3 separate regions of the Sus scrofa genome follow, and regions 1 and 3 are each linked to region 2. The links are chromatin contacts, called in public HiChIP or PLAC-seq maps. All regions are on one chromosome and are shown on one strand. Each heading gives the region's core, a stretch centred on a gene start, on an enhancer-like site or on the middle of the called end of the contact. The rest is flanking DNA. Distances are from core to core; before and after follow the strand shown.

Evidence for each region. HiChIP or PLAC-seq counts read pairs in DNA pulled down with a chosen protein or histone mark.
Region 1: a contact with region 2 is called in an H3K27ac HiChIP or PLAC-seq map of skeletal muscle. The contact joins two enhancer-like sites. A contact is called at or near these places in 8 of 47 Hi-C or Micro-C datasets (brain, embryonic fibroblasts, epiblast stem cells and 5 more) and 2 of 2 datasets of contacts at active chromatin or transcription factors (alveolar macrophages and skeletal muscle).
Region 3: a contact with region 2 is called in an H3K27ac HiChIP or PLAC-seq map of skeletal muscle, with 5 times the contacts expected there. The contact joins two enhancer-like sites. A contact is called at or near these places in 1 of 47 Hi-C or Micro-C datasets (embryonic fibroblasts) and 1 of 2 datasets of contacts at active chromatin or transcription factors (skeletal muscle).

Annotation. Positions count from the first base shown.
Region 1 is chr17:59,237,187-59,240,754 of Sscrofa11.1, forward strand. The region is part of intron 1 of LOC102161214 (a long non-coding RNA gene); the gene reads left to right. Among named protein-coding and RNA genes, the nearest start is that of PRELID3B, 54 kb to the left of the region's middle. Within about 2 kb of position 1,770, at least 3 of the 83 cell types and tissues checked have an H3K27ac peak or open chromatin away from gene starts, as enhancers often do. A contact at or near this core is called in skeletal muscle, where this site is marked.
Region 2 is chr17:59,011,390-59,014,656 of Sscrofa11.1, forward strand. All of the region lies in intron 1 of GNAS (GNAS complex locus), which reads left to right. Among named protein-coding and RNA genes, the nearest start is that of GNAS, 27 kb to the left of the region's middle. Within about 2 kb of position 1,797, at least 19 of the 83 cell types and tissues checked have an H3K27ac peak or open chromatin away from gene starts, as enhancers often do. A contact at or near this core is called in skeletal muscle, where this site is marked.
Region 3 is chr17:59,203,232-59,206,535 of Sscrofa11.1, forward strand. No RefSeq gene overlaps it. Among named protein-coding and RNA genes, the nearest start is that of PRELID3B, 20 kb to the left of the region's middle. Within about 2 kb of position 1,645, at least 44 of the 83 cell types and tissues checked have an H3K27ac peak or open chromatin away from gene starts, as enhancers often do. A contact at or near this core is called in skeletal muscle, where this site is marked.

The sequences.
Region 1 (3,568 bases), core at 520-3,019, 230 kb after region 2:
TCATAGCATTTATATCTCAGTCGAGAAGAGCATTGATAAACAAGTAAATGCAGACAGCTGTGAGGTGGCTTTAGGTGGTGATACATACTATTTGCACGACTTCTCTTCAGGGGCCGTTGTAGTAAAGGAGGAGGTGGAGAACTTAGCAAAAGGGTCCCCACGCACAGAGGAGTCCCTCATCTGAAGGAGCATCAGAAGGGACGCTGCTGTGAACATCGGTGACCAAAACCAGAATGGCCTGGAAGATAGGGATAAATTCCTAGAAACGTACAACCTACCGAGACCGAACCGCGAAGAAATCGAAACTCTGAACAGGCCGGTAACAAATAAGGATATTGAATCAGTAATCAAAACCTCCCAGCAAAGAAAAGCCCGGAGCCCAGTGGTTTTGCTGGTGAATTCTCCTAAACATTTAGACAAGAATGAATGCCAGTCCTTCTCAAACTCATCCAAAAATTGGAGCAGAGGGAACACTCTTAAACTCATTTTATGAAGCTAGCATTACTCTGAAAACAAAGCTGGGTAAGGACATGGAAGAACAGGAAAAAACAACGTCCCCGACAAATATAGATGCCAAAATTTTCAACAAAATACTGGCAAACTGAATTTGACAGAATATTAAAAGGATTATCCACCAAGATTAAGTGGGGTTTATCTCTGGCATGAGATAAATGCATTTATAAATCCCAGCATTTGTTGCAGCATTATTCACAATTTCCAAGACGTGGAAACAACCTAAATGCTGATGAGTGAATGGGTATGTGGCTTGCACGTGTGTGCATGCACATGTGTGCGCACACGCAGACACACGGTGGAGTATTACTCAGCCGTAAAAAGGACATCCTCCCATTTGTTGCAACATGGATGGAATGAGGGCACGATGCTAAGTGAAATAAATCTGAGAAAGACCAATACTGTAGGATTTCACCCATATGTGAAATGTAAACAAGGAAAACTGAGAGAAACAAAGGGGATGGGTGGTTGCCAGGGGCTCAGGGTGGGGAAATGAAGGGGTGCTGGTCCAGGTGTACAGACGTCTAGTTATAAGATGAGTGAGCTCCGGGGATCTAACTAGAGCAGAGTGGCTACAGTTAATGCTGTATTGTGTGCTTGAAAGTTGCACATAAAAAAAGGTAGCTGTGTGAGGTGATGGGTCTGTTAACGTTATTTTGGCAGTCATTTCACAGCATCAAATCATCATGTCATACACCTTAGACTTACATGATGTTAAATAGCAATTGTATCTCAATAAAGCTGGAAAAAACCCTCCCCTCCCTCAGAGCTAAATATTTGCATTTTGAGGTAGGGTCTTCCCTCTCCCTCTTCCTAAAGGAATTGTTTCTATTGCAAAGGTTTGTGAGACATTAGGAAGCAAAGGTTGTCTCAGAGAGGAGGGGTCATTAAGCTGAATAAACTCCCAGATTAATGATTTTGGGTTCCTCTCCTGCAGTTCAGACTCATGCACATGCAGAGCGACATCTGGTTCCCACTGGGTCCCTGTGGGACACTGGGCTTGGGTATCAGGGCAGCTACTGCTGTACATAATAACTCTGACCTCCCTTCCAGGAATTCATTTGCTTCCAGGATAAAAATGAAAAAACTCCAGATGTTAGAAACTTTTCAGGTAGCAGGTGATAGGACTCCCAGGGCCTCTGTGGCTGTAGAACTTCAGAGCTTTCAAAGTGATTTTGAATCATGATCCCGTTTGACCTTCTGGAAAGTTCACAGCTAGCAGGGCAGCCGTGAGGCTCTTATGAATAAGGAAAGTGAGACTCAGAGAGAAAAGGTCAGACTGCTATTAAATCACAGAGCTGCTGCTCCTCCACCAGGAGGATTTGGCCTTCCGGGACACATCTGGCAAACGTCTGGGGACGTTTTTGGCTGTCACAGCTCGGAGGAGGGTACTCCTGGCATCTGGTGGGTAGAAGCCAGGGAATATCACTAAACATCCCACACAACAGACTGGCCCCATGCAACAGATGTCAGCGTAGCCGAAGCTGAGAAACTGCTTCTAGATCCTTCCTGCTCCAGATCCATGCTTTGGTGCTTTCTGGCATCAGCCTCCTCGTTTTGGCAACTTCCATTCTGTCTTGATGAAAAGTGAAAACCAGCTGTCAATCACACCCTCCTGAGGGTGCCCACGACTGTGAACAGAACCCTTTTTGAAGTTTGCTTTGGCATATAAATAATCCCTGCCTTTGTTATAATGTTCTGCCAGATAATGTCTGACTCGGTCCTCACTGAGACTGTTGTGTTTGTCTGTGTTTTCTTCGGGAGCCTATTGTAATAAAATAAAAAGGCAGTGAAGTTGACAGGGTAAAACAGCAGGCTGGGCTGTCAGCGTTTCACAAAGTGTACAGGAGGGCGGTTCATTTGTCTGTTCCCAGCTCCCTGCCGCCCTTCCCTGGGCACTTTGCACTTTGTCACCTGGAAGGTGATGGCGTTTTCCGTCCTTCCTCCTGAGACCACCTGGCTCTGGACACACACACACCCTCCTCCCCCTCCCCCCCCCCGCCCCGAGCCCTTTTCCTCGACGGGCCTCCCGACTTAACTTTGCTGTCCAACGGGGGAAGGTCAGGGTGGTTGGGCCCAGCCCCTGGGCGGTCAGGCTTGATGCAGAGGTTTAATTTAGGCAAGCTGAGAATTCTAAACTGTGGATGGACACGGGTTCCTGAGCAGCTGGCTTAACAAGAAGAGGTGGCATTTTCTGATGAGTCAAGGGGTTTCAGCTTCACCCTGGCCACAGCATCTCTCTGGGTCTTACGGAAAACCTTCCGCTACGGTTTCATTTGATTTCTTGTCCGCTTCATTTTTTGGTTTGTTTGTTTTCTTTTTGGTTATTTTTATTTCCCTGGGTTTTGAGGCTTAACGTGAGGGGATCAGGGTGCTAAGAAACAGCTTGGAAACCTCAGAGGCAGGGAAATTGAATCTCATGTCCGGGGCGAATTTGCTGTGACCTGAAATGGCCACTGTCCTGGTCTACTAGCTCACCCTCAGTTTCCCTAGTTAGGGTCGGGATCTTTTATTTCCTATGACCAGTTTTCTATTTATTTATCTATTTATTTGTGAATGAAGTACAGTTGATTTGCAGTGTTGTATTAGTTTCAGGTATGCAGTAAAGTGATTCAGTTATACATCCTCATGTTATGTATATACATGTATTCTTTTGTAGATTCTTTTCCAATATAGCTTCTTACAAGATATTGACTATAGTTCCCTGTGCTGTACAGTAGGTCCTTTTTTGGTTATCTACCTTAGACCTAGTGGTGTGTATCTGTTCATCCAAACTCCTAATTTATCCCTCCCCCTTCCCCTTTGGTAACCGTAAGTTTGTTTTCTATGTCTCTGAGTCTATTTCTGTTTGGTAAATAAGTTCATTTGAATCTTTTTTTTTTTTTTAACTTTCTAGGGCTGCACCTGCAGCACATGGAGGTTCCCAGGCTAGGGGTCTGATCAGAGCTGTATCTTCCAGCCTACACCACAGACACGGCAACGTGGGATCCCAGCCATGTCTGCAACCTACACTGCAGCTCATGGGAACACCGGATCTTAACCCACTGAGTGAGGC
Region 2 (3,267 bases), core at 547-3,046:
TTTCTCCTGAGATTTAAAAAAAAAATAAGATTCTTATGGGGAGGGGGTGGTCTGAGCAAGAAATCTTTTTTTTTTTTTTTTTAATAGGGAAAGACATGAAAACCCCAACTCTGTAGGCCCAGGAAGCAGACACTAAAATAAAGCAAGGCTGCTCCAGACTGGCTGGCAGATGGCGCTCGGCTTTTACTGTTGAGAGCCTGGCTTTTCAAAATTCCCTGTGAGCGGGCGGAAGGCACAGCTCCCCAAGCCCCCTCCGCTGATCCTCCTTCCCAGGGACCCAGCCCCGCCCCCAAGGCCCAGGGCCAGCTTTAAAGGTTTTCCAGTTGAACAATGGATATCGGAGGACAGATCCTGTCACTTGGAACTAGTGGCTCTGTGAGACCCTAGCCAGGGCAGAAAACACACTATCAGAGTGACCTCTGCCTCCCCAGCCCGCCTGCGTGCCCTGGGCCTTCCGGGAACCAGTTCTGGGGCCTTGGGCAAATCCTTTATCTTCTGGGTCCCTGCTTTCCCCATCTGAAAAGTGAGGGGTGTGTCCTTCTCACTGTAAAACTTCTTCGAGTCTCTCCTAAAAAGTTTGACTAGAACAGGTATGCCAAACACCCCCTCCCTGACGCCCGCCAGCCCCGCAGACACACACTCTGCCCTTTCAAGTTGCCTTCCAAAATGGCAGATTGCACAGGAAACTCCAGGCCTCGCTCTTGCCCCTGGATTCATAATTAATAATTTCTGGGTACCCATCACAGAAGAATCTTTGCAGGAAGCAGAGGAGTGTGGGACTTTTTTCTCACCCCAATCGAGAGCTAGAAAAGAACTCCAGATGTGGGCAGAGGTCCCTTTTTCCATCAGGGAAACCCAGGGAGCCTTCCTGGAGGAGGTGGCATTTGAGACAGTATGGGAGGATGCAGGGAAATGAGGGAATAGGATTTGGGGTGGATGTGCGATGCTGTCTCAGAACATACTGGCTGAGGGGGACTCCTTATCGCTTTTTCATCCATGAGCACGTCGTTGGGGTTTGAGGGTCTCGGAGATGGCAGGGCTAGTTCTCATTTTCCCCCCTCTACCGCCCCCCCCCCAACCTCTCAGGGCTGCAAAACCCCTGTGTGCTAAGGAGCATGCTTACTAGGAAGAGTCTTCCCAGCTAAGTTGGGACCCCTGTCCTCCATCCCAGGCCTGACCCTGGACTTGGGGGAAGGTCACTTCTGCCTTGTTGAGGCCAAGTCTCCAGGGGAGGGGAGGTTGCCTCTGATGGCGGCTGGGGCCAGGTTCCTCGGTTCCAAAGAGAACAGGCATCCTTGCCACTCCCCCGCCCCGCAGCAGCTGTAAAATCATGAGCTCATCTGTTCGAGAAGGGCCTCGAGAACTCCTGCCAGGGCCTCCCGAGTCCCTTCCGTCATGGGAACGTATCCGTTCCCAGTGAAACCTGCCCGCCGTGCCCATCCTTAGACGCGTCCCCTGCTCTCTTTCTTTCATAGTTGAAAAATCAAAGGACCTGATAAAATACATCAACGTCGGGCAAAAGTTTTCCCCCTTCTGCCATGAAAATCCTCTTCTTTAAGTTAACAAACTTTATTCCCACATTCTTCGCCTACACGCCGCATCTTCTGGGGCGTCTAGAAAGCTTTCCTTACCTTCGTGCTCGTCACCCCCCCCCACGTGCAGCCCACCCCTTGGCCAGGATGCAGGGGCGCCAGGACTCTGGGTGGGGGGCGCGGGGAAGGCAGGGCAGGTGGGCTCCCCCGTGTCCGGCCCCTTTTCTGGGCCGTAGAGCGCCTCCCCCACCAGAGGTCAGCAGAGAGCGTGGAATGCCTGGGAAGCTCGCAGGAAGTGGGATCACTTGGAATTTTCTAGATGAAATGTTAGGAAGCGCAAGGGAAAAAAGCCGCAGGTTTTTGCGGGGAGGGGGGCGGATCTCGGGGTTGGGGTCTCAAACTGTGCTGGGTGCCAGGGAGCTTGGCTTTCACACCCAGCCTGCCATTCTGGGCTTGGGGGCCTGTGCATTTGGTGGGTGTCTTTGCCCGGTTCTCCCCCCTCCACGACACACACGCCTTTTTCCTTCTGGGGGCCATGCCCGCTCAGCTCAGTCTCCCCGCCCCAAGGCCCCCCGGTGCCAGGCCAGCCCCTTCCCCTTCCCTCGGCGCTGGGAACCCGCACCCCATACTCTCCCCGGCCCCTTTCCCTTTTTCTTCCAGAAGTTGTACTTATTGTTAAAATGACATTCTAATATTCCAGGAAATCCCCCACCCCGCCCTTATCCTGTCCGGGTTTTCTATCTCCTTATCTCCCCCTGTCCTCTGCCCAGATGTATGGATGTCTCTAAAGAGGATGCGACCCGCGGGCACCACTCCATCTCGAGCCCCCCCTGCCGCACTGACTTCCTTAGCGCTTTTCCCACGTTGCGCATTGTGTCCTTTCGGGGCCGGTGTCCTTGCTCAGCCCTTCTGCCCGGGTTGCGCAGGGGGCAAAGGGACCCGCTGCCTTTGTCTTTCCTCCCCTGCACGTTTGCGAACCCCCCTGAGGTTAAAAAGCAGCTCTCGCCAGCCTGTTCTTTCCTGGAGAGAGAGAGGTGCCAAAGGAAGGGGAGAGAGAGGGGAACACAGGAGTGAAATAAAAAGTTTGACAGAGAGAGAAGGGAGAGCGAAAAAAGCGCCGTTAGTAAACTGGGCTCTGAACCCAGGAACCCAAGACGGCTGCCTGTCCTCTAGGAACTTAGCTTCTGGAAGGGAAGCGATCTGATCAGGTTGCAAGTCATTGAAGCTGCACCAGGCAGAGCTGGAGAGAGGCCAGGGCCAGCGGCCAGCGCAGCTGAGGGGCCAGGCTGGCTGGGACCTGGCCGAGGAGGGCTGGGGAGGCAGGCCCAGGAGTCCAGGGCGGGAGGGGGCATCCACCCCACTGCCCGTGCTGTCCCCTGTGGGTCCCAGGAGTGCAGGGTAGGACGAGCAAAGGGGGAGGCTGCAAGTTGGGGGCCAGCACCAAGGCCCCTGCCCCCCCTCCCCACGGTCCCCTGAGCTCTGACCGCTGCCTGCTTGCCCAGTGGGCCCTTTCTTGCTCCCCCAAATGTTCCTCTCCACATTCTAAAATGATGGTTCCATTTTTTATTTTATATTTTATTTTTTGACGGAGTCCTCCGCCCCCTTCTAGCACAAACTCGACGTTCTGAGTGTCTCTGCAAGCCTTACCCCGCCGAGTGGTTGGGTTGTAAGAAATCTGGCCCCCTGGGGACCTTTTTGGCTTCAAGAAAAAGAGCCCATCTTTGTGAGTTCTTTG
Region 3 (3,304 bases), core at 395-2,894, 190 kb after region 2:
CTCAACAGACGTGAGCTCTCTATGATTAAGGAGCCGTCCAATGGCGCCGTGCAGACCACGCTCACTGGTCCTCAGGAGAGACCGCACATTTGCATTTATTTTTTGTGCCCTCTGCATAGCACAGGGGCTTAGATTAATATTCCATCCGTTGGGTGGATGCATGCATGCATGCATAAATGTTTACAGGAGGGTAATTTATTTTAATGAATAAGCTGAAGTCACCTCAATGTCCAATACAAGAGGAGTGGATAAGCAAGCGGTGCCGTAATCACTTAGCAGAAGACTTTGAAGCCATTAAAATGGAAAATTATGAGGATCACGAAAGACCGGAAAGTAGCTGGTACAATATCACAGGGGAACAAAAGCAGAATACAAAATGGCAGCCATTTCCCAGTCACAGCTACAGGGCCAAAGCGAGAGCAGATACTGAAAGACAGACAGTGTTATCACAGTAGGGAGATTTGCGGTGAATTTTTTAAATTCCATTAATTAGATGAAAATAGTATCTTAGCAGCACAATAACAAGAAAGAAAATGGCTGCCGTGAAGAGAGAAAAATAGGTGATTTTATTTGTTTTTGAAGTATGACAACAGAGTAGAGTGCATTTAAGCGTTTTTTGTTTGTTTGTTTGTTCTTTTTATGGCTGCACCTAAGGCATATGGAAATTGCCCGGCTGGGAGTAAGACTGGAGCTGCAACTGCTGGCTTAGGCCACAGAGGATCCAAGAAGCACCTGCATCCTACCACGGCCTATGGCAATGCCAGATCTTTAACCCCCTGAGCAAGGCCAGGGATCAAACCCATAGCCTCATGGACACTCTGTTGGGTTCTTAATCCGCTGAGCCACACCGGGAACCCTTAAGTATTTTTATGTACATATTTTTTTACATACGTATACACTTGCTTAACCTCCAACCAGGTCGTTTACAGAACATTAAAAGCGGCCGATTTTAAAAGGGGAAAACAGTTTTTGTGTATACTGTGGGGGTGGACAGAAAACTAAGGGACGGTATTATTTTGCACAAAGATATCGCTGTGTCACTAATGAGAAGATAAAATGTTAGAATGTGAAAATCAGCGGAGAGTCAAAGCCCGTTTTTCGATGACGTTCAGAAGCTGACAGATTTTCCGAGGCAAACAATGGGAGCAGACTTTCCTTTTGCACTAAAAGGCCCAAATGGAGGAAAATCACTTTAGAATGATTGCATATAATATGCATAAGTACAAATCCGACACCACCAAAATAGGATGCATAACCTCGGTGTTCCTTTCCAGCAGGATAAACAGAGCCACAGAGAAAAATCCGACTGGAAGTATGCCTTTCAAACGCTCCCCCCAGTTCGGGACGGGGACGGGAGCCCGGGCCGCTCCCTTTCTCCGCCCGCGTCCTTCCCCTGCGGCCCTTCCACACGCGGGCTCGTGGCCGCATCCCCCTCCCCGCACACGGACGCCTCCCGCCGCATCGCAGGCTCTTCCCCGGGGGCGGGGGGCGAGGCATCTGCGGGGCCGCCGGCCGCGCTCTGCTGCCCGCCCCTCCCCGGGCCGCCTTCTCGAAGTGCCCCGGTAGCTCCTGACCCCTCTGGAGGCGGAGCCGGCCCGGGGCTCTGTGCCGGCCGGAGCAGGGCCCCGCGTCCGTGTGGGCGCGGAACGAAGGTGACGGCAGAGTGAGTCACCGGGAGTGAGGGGGAGAGTGCGGAGGAGGGTGCAAATGAAGAGGCTCTGGCGCCGCGGGAGATGCTCGCAGGTCAGGCACCGTGACGTCAGGCCCGAAGCCGGGCTTTAAAAATAGGGAAAGTGCCCTGTGAATCAAAATGATTCCATGCGGAGGAAACGAAGCGGGATGGAAGGTTCTACTGCTTCGTAAAAGTAATTTACGCTCGACCTCAGGACAAGCAAAAGTTACACATCAAAAGAGACTCCCACGTGCTTTAAGTGTTCAGAAACTTCGATCAGAGTCGGAGTCACTCAGAAAGTTCTCAGCAGTAACGCAGGATGCGGGAACATTGACGAGCTGGCCCTCTCCCCTTGCAGTCACCTGCGCAGGGGAGACCACTGGCTTCTCCTTTAGGACCAATAACACGTCTCCAGTGGGTCCCTAGAGAGTTCAGGGTCGGGGTGTCAATGGGCGTGGGTGACAGAGCCTGCATTGCCCAAGACAACCCCAAGGCAGAAAGGCCCCAGGTATGTTTCAGGGTTGCATAACCTGCCCCGACTTGAATAGCCCAGGTTGTTTACTGGTATATGCTTAGCATGCCACATTCAACCAGACTTCGGCAGGGCCAAGTGTAATTAATGTATTGATCTTCTTCTTTCAATGGAAAATAGAAATATATTAGTAACTATTCCAAATTGCCCCTCTGCCTGCAAAGTCTTTGTGAATTCGGTAAGACAGGGTGGTTCAATCCCTTAGTGAACAATGCTATACAAGCATATCATCACAAAAATAGTATTCCTGACACACAGCTGGCATTTAATAAATACCAAACGGCTAGTCAGACGACAGCAATAGTTCTAAATTTAAAAATCAATTCTGTGACATTAATAATAAAAACAATCACCTGTGGGAATTAGATTTTTTTTGTTTTCCTTTAGTGATTCACAAGCCTGTGGTAATAAGTGCAAAAATAGGATTTACCTACCGAATAAAAAATGCTCTATTTATAAGAACCGACCAAGGCCGATAATTAAACACTGTAGTTGTTTAAAGTATAGTTTAAAATTTCAGTCTTTTTATAAAATTAGTTCTAATTTTTAAAATAATGAACAGTACAGGAGACTAGAAAGTATATTTCTTTTTCTTAAATTTTTTTTTTTTTTTGTCTTTTTGCCTTTTCTTGGGCCGCTCCTACAGCATATGGAGGTTCCCAGGCTAGGGGTCGAATTGGAGCTGTAGCCACTGGCCTACACGAGAGCCACAGCAACACGGGATCCGAGCCGCGTCTGCAACCTACACCACAGCCCAGGGCAACGCCGGGTCCTTAACCCACTGAGCAAGGGCAGGGACCGAACCCGCAACCTCATGGTTTCTAGTCGGATTCGTTAACCACTGCGCCACAACGGGAACTCCTTCTTAAATATTCTTAAATCATCTGAAGCAATTTAGGAAGGAATACAAACATGCTAATTTCAGTTTCTGTGTTTACTCTTTATAGACCATCAGGCTGTTGCCATAAATTGTGAAATGAGGGAAACGGTGGTTTTAATGAGGCACACTGGATTTTTCCTGCTTTGTGTAATTTTATCCATATGATAAAACATCAATGCAAAATTAAATATTATACTAGTAAAGAAGACAGAAAGTAAAG